Regions from separate parts of the Mus musculus genome. Here region 2 is linked to region 1. A link is a contact called in public HiChIP or PLAC-seq data. All regions are on one chromosome and are shown on one strand. The core of a region is the stretch at or near the end of the contact, and the rest is flanking DNA. Distances in the headings are between cores, read along the strand shown.

Region 1 (5,222 bases), core at 1,857-4,356:
TTGTGGGTCCTTGTTCAACAACAAACAAAACAGAAAAAAAAAATGGATGAATAAGACAGAGTCAAGATTAAAATGGAAGCAACAAAGTAGGTGTATTTAAAGAAACTCTAAATATCAACAATTATTAAGAAATGCATTTGCTATCCAACTCACTAAATTCTGTATAATCCCAAATAGTTTGTAAATATTGACCTACTCTTTTCCTATAATAACAAGGAACTTAAACTCTAAAATAATATTATTGATAAGCAATTATTTCAAATAAATGCCCAAATAAGTACCTAATTTTCTCAGGATTTAAAGTATGGTCCTTGGCAGATGGTGTTTACTACAAAGCATTTTTTAAATGAAGAGTCAAAAATAAAAAAATATATAAAATGTCTAAAACAACCAAATTTCAGAAGTTTATTACCAATAATAAATGTAAAATATCCCTATAGTTATTACTTGGTTAAAAACAGCACAATAAAAACTGTTTGCATTCTTTAATCTCTTGAAGCATTTTATACATGACATCAACAATAACCAGCTTGTTCTTAAATGGCAAGGAATCACCATAATACTGAACCAGGAGAAGCTTTGAAAGCTTGTGGTTGTCTTCATTACCAAGCCTCTCTATGCAATGCAGGCAAACACTCTGGAAATATTTTATCTCACAATTTTCCCTCACACAATGCTGAAAATATATAGATTTTAAGGCCATTCAGAAAGACTTCAAAGCACTGTCTTGTAAGTAAGAAGAAATCTCTTTTCAATCCGTTGCTTCATTTTAAACAAGTCTCCAAAAATATTTGGCTTGAGAATAGTATAAAACCTAAAATTCATTAAGCTAATTTGATGCTAAATTTACCCAATTTTAACTGCAAAATAAATGCCTTGTTGAGGAAAAATGGAATCAAAGGTTCACAAAGGTGGAACATCTCATTTTTAACATGTCAAAATCTAAACACACTACTCTTTCAAAAATAACCTACTTCCTTAAGGGGTGGGGGTGTTAAATAGGTATTTTCAAGTGACAATACTTTATACAAAACGGAATGACACAAAAACATCTTTGCAAGTGTTCATTCTCTAAAAGACTTGCTCTATTCAGGCTTTGAGGCTGGAGCCAAGTAGAAGCCATAAAAGGGAAGCGAAGTTCAATGTCATTTATTTTGTTTCCCTCTTTCATATGCTCAAGATTAACCTCTTTTGCTGCCTAATTATACGTCCCCAAATCATAAAGTCCACCAGTCATGCACTTTAAACTCCTTCATAAAGCAATCTGACTTTTAACAGGAATAGCTTGATGGCTCACAAATCTCACCAATAAAATAAAAATGAAAACAAAAACTCTAGAGACCAGGCCCTAATAACACAACAACATAAATACTGGAACGATTCTCCTTTTGAAATGTACTTAATGAAAGCCAAACAGCCAAGAACAAGTTGTGAGCTCACTTGATCCTGATCTTTAAAACCTACCTTTCTTCTTTTGAACTAAAGGAAGTCAACTCTTTTTCCTCAGGTTTCTGGTAATTATTCTGGTAATATCTGATTAAACACCAATTTAAGCTTAAGCTACATCTACCTATAGTTAATATTTATTTAAAATACAGTATTACCTGTCACTTCCCTTACCACAAAAGTACTTGGAGGCAGGGGGAGCAAATTAAACTTTAAAAGACACACACAATTGAAACACTACTAAGGGAAAAGACAGCAGGGTTTACTGCAACCAAAATTAGTTCTACCCATAAAGAAAACTCCATCGGTTCAGAAGCGTCCCTAGGTCTGACTGGTGGAATGTCTGCCATGCTTCACGAATTCCTGCCCGAACAGTCCGTACCTATCACTTATTAGGCAGAAGCAAACAAAAACAGATGGGCCAACACACATACAACTGCAAAACAGCGCCGCTTTTTCCGCACAGTGTGACTCTTCTGAAAATTTTAAGGGTTTTATTTCGCTTCCCTTCCAGTGTTGTTCCTATTCGGAACTGCATACAAGTCCTGACCAATCAACTACTTGCAGGTGTTTGGCGTTTTGTTTTGTTTTTGTAGCCATATCCTTCTCCGTCCTCATCCCTAATCTTTACGACATTCTGTTTCCTAGAACGCCAGTTTCAAGAAAAATCTAGCAGCTACTCTTCAATCAAGTAACCAAACAAGCACTGTTAAGCTACTGACTGAAAAGAACGCACGACTTACTACTACTACAAGCGGCGCCTTCGCTGTCCAGAAAAAGCAATCGGGAATGGCAGGCAGCCGGTTTCTAAAGTCCAAAGAACCAGACGTGTTCTACCGAAACGACCTCCGCGTAGGATTAACGCGAAAACCAAAACAATCGGCACCAACATAAACAAATGTGGCAGCCATCTCAGGGAGAGGGAATCAATCTCTCCCCGCAGCCAGAAGACTCAACTTTCTTCGGAAACAAAAGTTGCCAGCCTCAGCAACTTGATATACAATGTATACGTCCCGGAGCACTAAAACTTCTGGCCCTCCTGCTCAACAAAGGAACTCTTTCTTCCGATGGCTGAAAAACTTTTCGTCCCACCGCATTCTTACAATCCCCGTCTTAAAAAGAAAGGAATCCAGACGGTAGACGGGGCGAGGGGGAGAAATCAGTTCTACTATTCGGCGGCTAAAATGCCAAGGCACGGGAGAAAGAAGGGAGACGAGTCGGGCAGAGCGAGGTGGACTAAAGTACCGTCGCTTCCGGCCCACGAACTTGGCTCGACGCTTCCCGTAAAAGAAAGAAAAAAAAAGAAAGAAAAGAAATTACCTCTCAGGGTGTCTCAGGGCAGCCGTCCCGAGGCTCGGCTTGACATGGTTCCCTGCCCTTCCTCAGTGGCTCCGGGCCCCGCCGAGGCTCCCGTGAGGACGAGGCGGATGTGGAGCTGCCGCCCGGCCGGCCGCAGCAGTGCGGCTGCTCCGGTGGGGGCTGGGGTGCGGGCTGGCTTCCTGCTCGCGACTTGTGTCAGGAGTTTCCCAGCCCCGGCTCGCTTCTCCGCCGAAGGAAAAAACTTTTCACTCGTGACACCGCCCGGAATTGCCGTGCGAAACTCACTTCCTGCCTGGGTGAAAAGCAGGCTCCAGCTCGGGGCCCGGGAACCCGGAACCCCGGGGTGGCGCGCCGCGCCGCCGAGGGGGAGGGGACGGCGCCCGCCCCGAGCCGCGGAACCTCGCGCGGCCCACGGGGGGCGAGGACGCGGAGCTCGGCCGGCCTGGGCCGCACTAGGCCTCCGCCCCCACAGCCGCGCCGCGCGGGTATTGTCTCGAGTGCGCCGGCCGCGCCCTGCGCCCGCCCGGCCCCCGCCGCTCCGAGCCGGAGCCGACCGGCCGCGCAGGCTGGAAGGCGACCGTCCGTCGGGCGGTCCGACCGGCCGGCCCTGTCTCTGCCACTCGCGCTCGAACCCTCCGGGCTTCCCGCCGCCGTCCCTGCGCTCTCCTCCGTCCTCTTTCCCTGCGGTCGCGGCCGCGGCGGCGCGGTCTCCTCGGGAGCTCGCGGGCCCGCGCCGGGGGCCCAGGCTGCGTCGCGCGCCGCCGCGCCACCTTCACTCTCGAGCGGGAGACGGAGAGGGGAGGCGAGGCGGAGGAGAGAAAGGAGGAGGCGGACCCGGGCCGGGCCGGGGTGGAGGGAGTTTCTGCTTCACAGGCCTCGGCGGCAACAGCGCCACCGCCCCGGCGGCTAAGGGGGCCGAGGCTGCGCGCGGCGGCGGCGGCGGCGACGGGGGCGGGGCGGGCTCCCGCGGGGGCGCCCCAACCGCCCACAGCCAGGCGAAGGCCGGCGCGAGCCAGTCAGCGCGCACGGGGTCTACGCGGTCGACGTCGGCGGCGGGGGGCGCGGGCCGGGGGCCGCGGGCCGGCGGGGAGGCGCGCGGCGGGAGGCCCGCCACCCACCCTCCCGAGGCCCGGGCCGCCGGGCTCCCCTCCGCCCCCCACGACCCCGCGAGGCCTCCGCCGCCCGGGCCGATCGAGTTTCTTTGTACGACCGTAATTGGTGCAAAGAGGTTGTTCGAGTGCAGCCCCGATTTCCAGGCAGCAGGTATCTCTTTCAGCTGCAGCACTCCGACGCCTCTAATGGCACGCTCAGGTTGCAGGAAACCACCGCCGCTGCTCCGTGCAGCTTCTTCCCACGCCGGGCCGGCCTCCGAGCTTGCTGCAAGCGGCGACGCGGCCGGGGGCCCCTCCGAGGAGACAAAGCTGGTGCTGGGAGGCGGGGAGCGTGGCCCGCGAAATTGCCTCAAGACGGTGCCTTTGTTAGAGGAAACATTGGATGCACTCCGAGCGCCGCGAAGCCTTCCAGCCCCTACGCTTTCGGGCGTGCAGTCGTTCAGTCAGTCGCGCTGGCCCTGGTAGTTCTGCCTGGCAGGGTTTGCGTTTATTGCAGAGAGAGACTTAAGCATTCTGTCAACACATATGGCTTAGAAAGCTTCAACCATAACATTGCCGTTTTTACAGTTACTGCTTTAAGTATGTTAGCAGACAGAACATCCTTGTTTTACCCGAGGGAATGGAATAGATTCTGGGCAAACCATCGTCCACCCCCACTCTGCTGTATTAACTATGCACAGGGATGGTAATTAGCCTCTGGGTCCTTCAAGCCACTGGTTCAGTTCTTCCGTCTGTAGCCCAGAGATAATTATTCATCACCAACTTTGAATAAAAAGCTATATGCCTTACAGATGAGTTTTGGCTTGCATCCAAGGGAAAGAGTTCACGAAGTCCACCAAAGAATTATTTACTAAAGTTGAGTTCTACGCCAGAGACAAATACTTGGAATAATTCCAAAGATATTCAAATCATTTTGAATTGAAGTGGAAGCATTTTAACTACACCCAAAACTGCTAGAATTAACTAACACGAGCGTTAGATTCTTAGCCCGTAGAGGACAGTGGTACCAGGGTTTCAGAGCGGTCTCTGAAAAACATTCGATGACAGCCCCGGGAATGGCAGAACTGGTCATTTCATCTTGGGAATCTATTTTATACTAATAGGGATCTTAGCCATTGTATATTTTAAAAACGGTGTATTTGTACAGACTGTTTCAACGGACATGAGAACGTTTTGTTTTACACCATCTTTGGAAAATGTTTGGAGTTTGATCAGAGCTCAATGGCAAGGCTATGATCAAAAGGTCTCTATCCTAAAGTGTCCTGGATGAAGCAGCCTCCATCCAGTGAGATCCCTGTTGACTCCTGGGATTCCAGTACTACTGCATCCTGTAGCTTTAGACCC
Region 2 (5,222 bases), core at 1,192-3,691, 37 kb after region 1:
CAGGAATGATAGAAAAGGATAGTTTATGAAAACATGCTACTAGAGCTTGGCTTGTGAACATTATCTTATTGAATTCCAGGAAGGAAGGCACTAGGATGTTTCCTTTGGTTGAGGGTATGTTTGTATTCAGGGCACAGTAGTAAAGCTGGCTTTGATATTGGAAAATTCTGCTCTCCGGCCATCCATTCGAACTGGAGAGAGGTGATAGCACACTGGAGTCTGATTAGCATTTCCCTGATGGTTAGTGATGTTGAGCACTTCACATGCGATTTGTGTATCTTCTTTCCAGAAATGTCATCTGACTCTTTTGCCCATTTTTTAAGTTGGATTATTACTTTATTGTTTATTTAAAATATACTTGTTTTTGATCTATATGGATGCTTTGCCTGCATGTATGTTTGAGTACCACCTGCATGCACAGTGTCTGGAACTGAAGCTATGAGCAGTTGTGAACTTCCCTGCGGTTGCTGGGGATAGATCTTCTTTCTGTCTCCTGGAAAAGCAGACAGTGTTCTTATATGCTGAGCCATCTCCCCAGCCCACTGTAAACTTGAGAGGGAAGGAAAGCTCTGTTTCTTAGTTTCAGTCCATAGTCATTGGTCCAATTGCCCTTGAGTCTGTGACAAGGCAGTATGTCATGGCTGCAGCACGCCGTGCCTAAAGCTGCTTACCTCAAGGCATGCAGGAAGTAAAATAAAGAGAAGACACCAATGTCCCACAGTCCCTGTAAAGGCCATGCCTCCTGGGATCAAAAACCTCTTTCTAGATCCCCCATCCTAAAGGTTCTACTACCTCCCAATAGCACCTCCAGGGCCAAGCCTTTAATACTGGGCTTTCTGAGTGTACTTGTTCAAACCACAGTGCCTTCTCATAAAGAAACTAAAACAAACGTCTGTAAAACAGCACTTCCAGGAAAGCAAAGCTAACTTCAGCTTTTCACTTTTTGATGAAAGTATCTACACTCTGGCCAAAGGGAGGTACAAAAGTGTCACCTTGAGAGAAAGCCAGCATTTGCAACGGTTTAGAAGAAACAGAAATGATCATAAATTCCCTCAAGTAATCACAAAGATTTTTTCCACCACCAGACACTTCTCCTAGTTGTTTATTTCAATTTTGAGCCATCTTGGGGGGGGTTAAATTCTGATAGCAATAATAATTCTCCCCCCCTTTTTTCTTTTTCTTCTCCTTCTCCTCCTTCTCCTCCTTCTCCTCCTCCTCCTTCTTCTTCTTCCTCCTCCTCCTCCTCCTCCTCCTCCTCCTCCTCCTCCTCCTCCTCTTCCTTCTCTTCTTCAATAGAGTCTTACATAACCTAGGCTGATTGGAACTTGCTATGGATTCAAGAATGCCTGCAGATGTCTTGTCTTCCTACCTCTACTTTCTACTTGCAAGGATCTACAGGTATGGAATATTATAAGGCTTTGTTTATTTTTTCCTTTTTTAAACCTCTGTGTTCATGCATACATGTTTGTACAGGTACACATAGATGTGCATACACCGAGGCCAGAAAAGAGTGTTAGATCCCTCAAAGATGGAATTACAAGACTTTAGGGGATACTTGGCTTGTTATATGGGTGCTGGGTTCCAACCTTTGGCCCTTCTAATTGAGGAATGAGTGCTCTTAACTGCATCTAAACCATCTTTCCAGACCTCTTATAAATCTTAGTCACAGCATAGTTCTATTTTTCTTTAGTTGATCTTCTTGAAGAAATCAGTTCACCTCTGAGGAACTTCTGGGTTGTTTTCTCCTGCAGCTTAGCAGATTTTGATTTGTTCTTGTGGCTCCAGTCACCAAGTCTATATGAGTGGATTGAAGCCCCCACATCTTTTTCCAAACTCTTTTCCAGAGTGCTGGCTGACATATTATCAGCTACACGAGAAGAACCTCATGGGCCCTGTATTAATTTCCTTCTCACATCCTTCTCTAATCTGCAGTTTCCTACCTAATTTTCTACCTGTACCACCTGTCGCCTTTGACCCACCCCTGTTCAACATCCCTTCACCTGAATGCCAAGTCTTACACATTTTGCCAATTAGACAGATTTCCAGCCATTTCTCTCCATCACTACAGCCATTAACAGTCCAAGCTACTCTAATGTCTCACCTTCATCATAGCAAAAGAGTCCAAAATCCCCTCCTTGCCTTCAGTCTGTCCTCAGAGATCCAGTCTACACACAGTAGCTAGAATGGTTGTTCTAAATCACAACCCAAGCTCACCTTTCTCCTGCTAATATATAATGGTCACTGCCTTCAGGATTAAGTCCAAATTTCTCAACCCATAGACGTTCACGATCTGCTCTGTCCACCTGTTTCTACAGCTTCACCTCTTCCAGTATCCCTTCCCCCACCACAGCTGCAGCAACAATGAGTTTCTTTCTGTGTGCTCTGGTATTTCCTGGTCTTTGCATATACTGCGACACACTCACCATCTGGAACAGACCAAGCGTTCTCTGTATCACCAGATCCTCGTTATCAGCTACCCGCAGTATCGGATCTCAGTGCAAACCCCACAGTTCTCTTGCAACTGTCTACTCTAGACTGAGTAAGGGGTCGCCCTCTATTCCCACAGCACCCCATACTTACTCCTATTAGAGTTTATTACACAGTGGATTTTGATTTTCTGATTGTTTTTGCCACCCTTAGTAGATTGGTAGCTCCCTACTGACAAACAGGGTGTCTTGTTTACTTTAACATCCCTGGTAAGGTGATAGCTTAAAGGTCTTGTAAAAGACAGGGTAGAGGCCTGGAACCAGTAAGCTCTCATTTCCTACTGACTGAGTGATGAATGAAGTCACAGAAGTGACAGGCTCCCTGGCTGCTAGAGCTGTTACAAATAAAGCTTGGGTTACTTTGACTGGATTATCAAGTAAACCTTCAGGCCTAGGCCAGACTGGGGAAATCAGGACCTTGATTTTCATGGCCTAGACTGACCCCATCCTACAGTCAGGTGTCCTGGCTTTAACAAAGGTCTGTGAAATTGTGGTGTGTTTGTGTCTAAGTGTGTAGTATGTTTGTATGTATGTGTGTGGTGTGTTTGTGTGTATGTGTATAGTGTTTGTGTATATGTAGAGTATATGTTTGTGTGTGTGTAGTCTGTTTGTGTGTATGTGTAGTGTGTGTATGTATGTAGTGTGTGTATGCGTGTGTGTTGTGTATGTGTGTAGTGTGTGTTTGTGTGTATGTGTGTGGTATGTGTGTGTATGTGTGTGTACCTCTAATGCCATTCCTTATGCCACTCACTTTGGTTCTTGAGACAGGGACTTTCACTAGCCTGGAACTGGCCAAGTAGGCTGGTGTGGAGATCTGGTGAGCCCACGGATCTGCCTGTCTCTACTGGGATCAGAAGTGTGTGCTGCTGCACCTGGTTGGTTTTGTGGTTCTAGGCATGAACTTGGGTCCTTTGGTTTGCAGAGCAAACCCTTTACCAAATGAGCTTTACCAGCCCTTTAATTCCCAGTCTGACCGAAGCTACTTCATCCTCTAAATGAGTTATAAACTAGGCAAAAGTAAATCTTCTCTCTTTTTTTTTCCTTTAAAAATGAATTGTTAGCATTTAATGACCTCCTCTCTCGCCTAATACCTTCAGCCTTCCTTGAAGCTCGTCCTCGGAAGAATTTGTCCCTCACAATGACAGGCTGCTTAGGAAGTTTCTCTTTCTCCCAGAACTTTGTAGACGCTTCAGAAGGAAAGGGTTTCTAGTACACCACAGGTTTTAGTCAGAGTCTTCTAAAGGGACAGAACTGAAAGAGTATCTGTTGTATAATATGTAGTGATTAGCTTACAGGATGCAGTCTGGATGGTGCAACAATGCTGCCGCAACGGGGTGTGTGTGTGTGTGTGTGCGCGCGCTGCTTTCTCTACAGATTCAGGGAAGTCCTCTTTGAAAAAGGGCCGTCTGAGCTGAGTCCTGACTGGTAACAAGGAGGGAGGCAGATAAAGAGATGTGGGAAGAATAACTGTGTTGGAAGAAATAGCAAGTGCAAAGAATAAATTTGCAAGTTCAAGAAACATGGGGGTGGGGTGGGGGTAGAGCATTTGAGACAGGGACGTGTTGGTGCTGGAGAAGGCAGCTCTCAAGCCACAGGCTTGGGCTTGAACACTGAAGCAGTACTAGAGGCTCTAGGCGAGTGGTTGATCTTTTCCCCCTAAATATCCTTAAATGTGGACTAAAGAAGTAGAAGCGAAAAGGAGTGTGGGGGCAGGGAGCCAATTATTTTTAAATCTCTCCCACTTAAACTAAAACCGTTCGTTTGTGCCTTGTCGTATTCCAATAGTCAGAATGAATTGTTGACATGGAGCGATGCATTTGCAGAGACTGTTAGTGACTCCAGAGAAGAATGGATCCTTCCTGCACATTTTACTTTTTTTTTTAACTGTTCCTACCCAATGGGAGGTTAGAAAGTAATTTTGTTTAAGAACTAAAATTAAAGCAATTACTAATTTTAACCTATTCTCCTCCCAGGTGGTTATCGCAATTAAAATCAGAACCTCTAACAGTCACATCCAATGAGAACACAAAGCTTTCAAATCCTTCATTCTAGACCTTTGGGTGAAGGGATGAGATTTTGCAAGTCTTCTCTATTTTAATTGCAGCTTATGCAGCCTTGCTAGAGAAACCTGTGAGGTTTAAAGGTGAATTCGATCTGAGTGTAATTAAAAAGTTATGTGTGCAGTATTCCTTGCTAGGAAATGTTATCCATGTAGTGTCTGTTAATGACTTAAAGTTGGTTTGTTATCTGCTGTTCAGACCGTTCTCTGTCAAAATAAAAACTTAATATATTGTAGTCCTGAAAAAATATTTTTTTTCCACAGTACCGTAAAGCACTTCGCTGGTGTTTACCCCTTTGTCCTCGCCATTTCCAAGGTAAGTAGGTGGAAAGTCTTCTGCACAGACAGCATGAGCAGGAACAAGGCCAAGAGAAATGAATGAACATGTCCAAGGTCACGGTCTACGTCAGCGGCAGCGGAGGGATGAGTCTCAGGTCTTTTCATTCCCAGGGATCTGGCATTCTGTAATGTCAGCTAGGTACCAGACCAGCTCTTGTTTGGTTTAGTGCATTTGAGTCTCCATGCATACAATGACTGTGAGCTAATGAGACATCTGTTTGGAGTTGTACCCCTGCTCTTGGTGTTTACCTTGGCAATGACTCTTAACGGTTATTTTTAGCTGCCTGTTTTGCTTTTTCTTTTTAAACTGTTGTTTATGAATGATGGCATTTGAGGTT

The links. HiChIP or PLAC-seq counts read pairs in DNA pulled down with a chosen protein or histone mark.
Region 2: an H3K4me3 HiChIP or PLAC-seq map of the SCID.adh cell line shows a contact between it and region 1, with 18 read pairs. The contact joins the enhancer-like site here to the promoter of Erbin in region 1. A contact is called at or near these places in 4 of 39 promoter capture datasets (the 3T3-L1 cell line, 3T3-L1-derived adipocytes, cranial neural crest and 1 more), 1 of 15 datasets of contacts at CTCF or cohesin (the NIH/3T3 cell line), 9 of 484 Hi-C or Micro-C datasets (the 3T3-L1 cell line, the G1E-ER4 cell line, the HPC-7 cell line and 4 more) and 10 of 115 datasets of contacts at active chromatin or transcription factors (the SCID.adh cell line, craniofacial prominence, embryonic basal ganglia and 5 more).

Annotation. Positions count from the first base shown.
Region 1 is chr13:103,917,480-103,922,701 of GRCm38.p6, forward strand. It overlaps Erbin (Erbb2 interacting protein), which reads right to left and starts at 3,107. Exons shown (of 26, transcript NM_001289473.1): 1 at 2,767-3,107. It overlaps D130037M23Rik, which reads left to right. Exons shown (of 1, transcript XM_006517803.4): 1 at 1-5,222. The coding sequence starts at 2,514. The coding sequence ends at 4,343.
Region 2 is chr13:103,954,985-103,960,206 of GRCm38.p6, forward strand. No RefSeq gene overlaps it. Among named protein-coding and RNA genes, the nearest start is that of Erbin, 37 kb to the left of the region's middle. Within about 2 kb of position 2,442, at least 51 of the 459 cell types and tissues checked have an H3K27ac peak or open chromatin away from gene starts, as enhancers often do. A contact at or near this core is called in the G1E-ER4 cell line, the SCID.adh cell line, craniofacial prominence and 1 more, where this site is marked.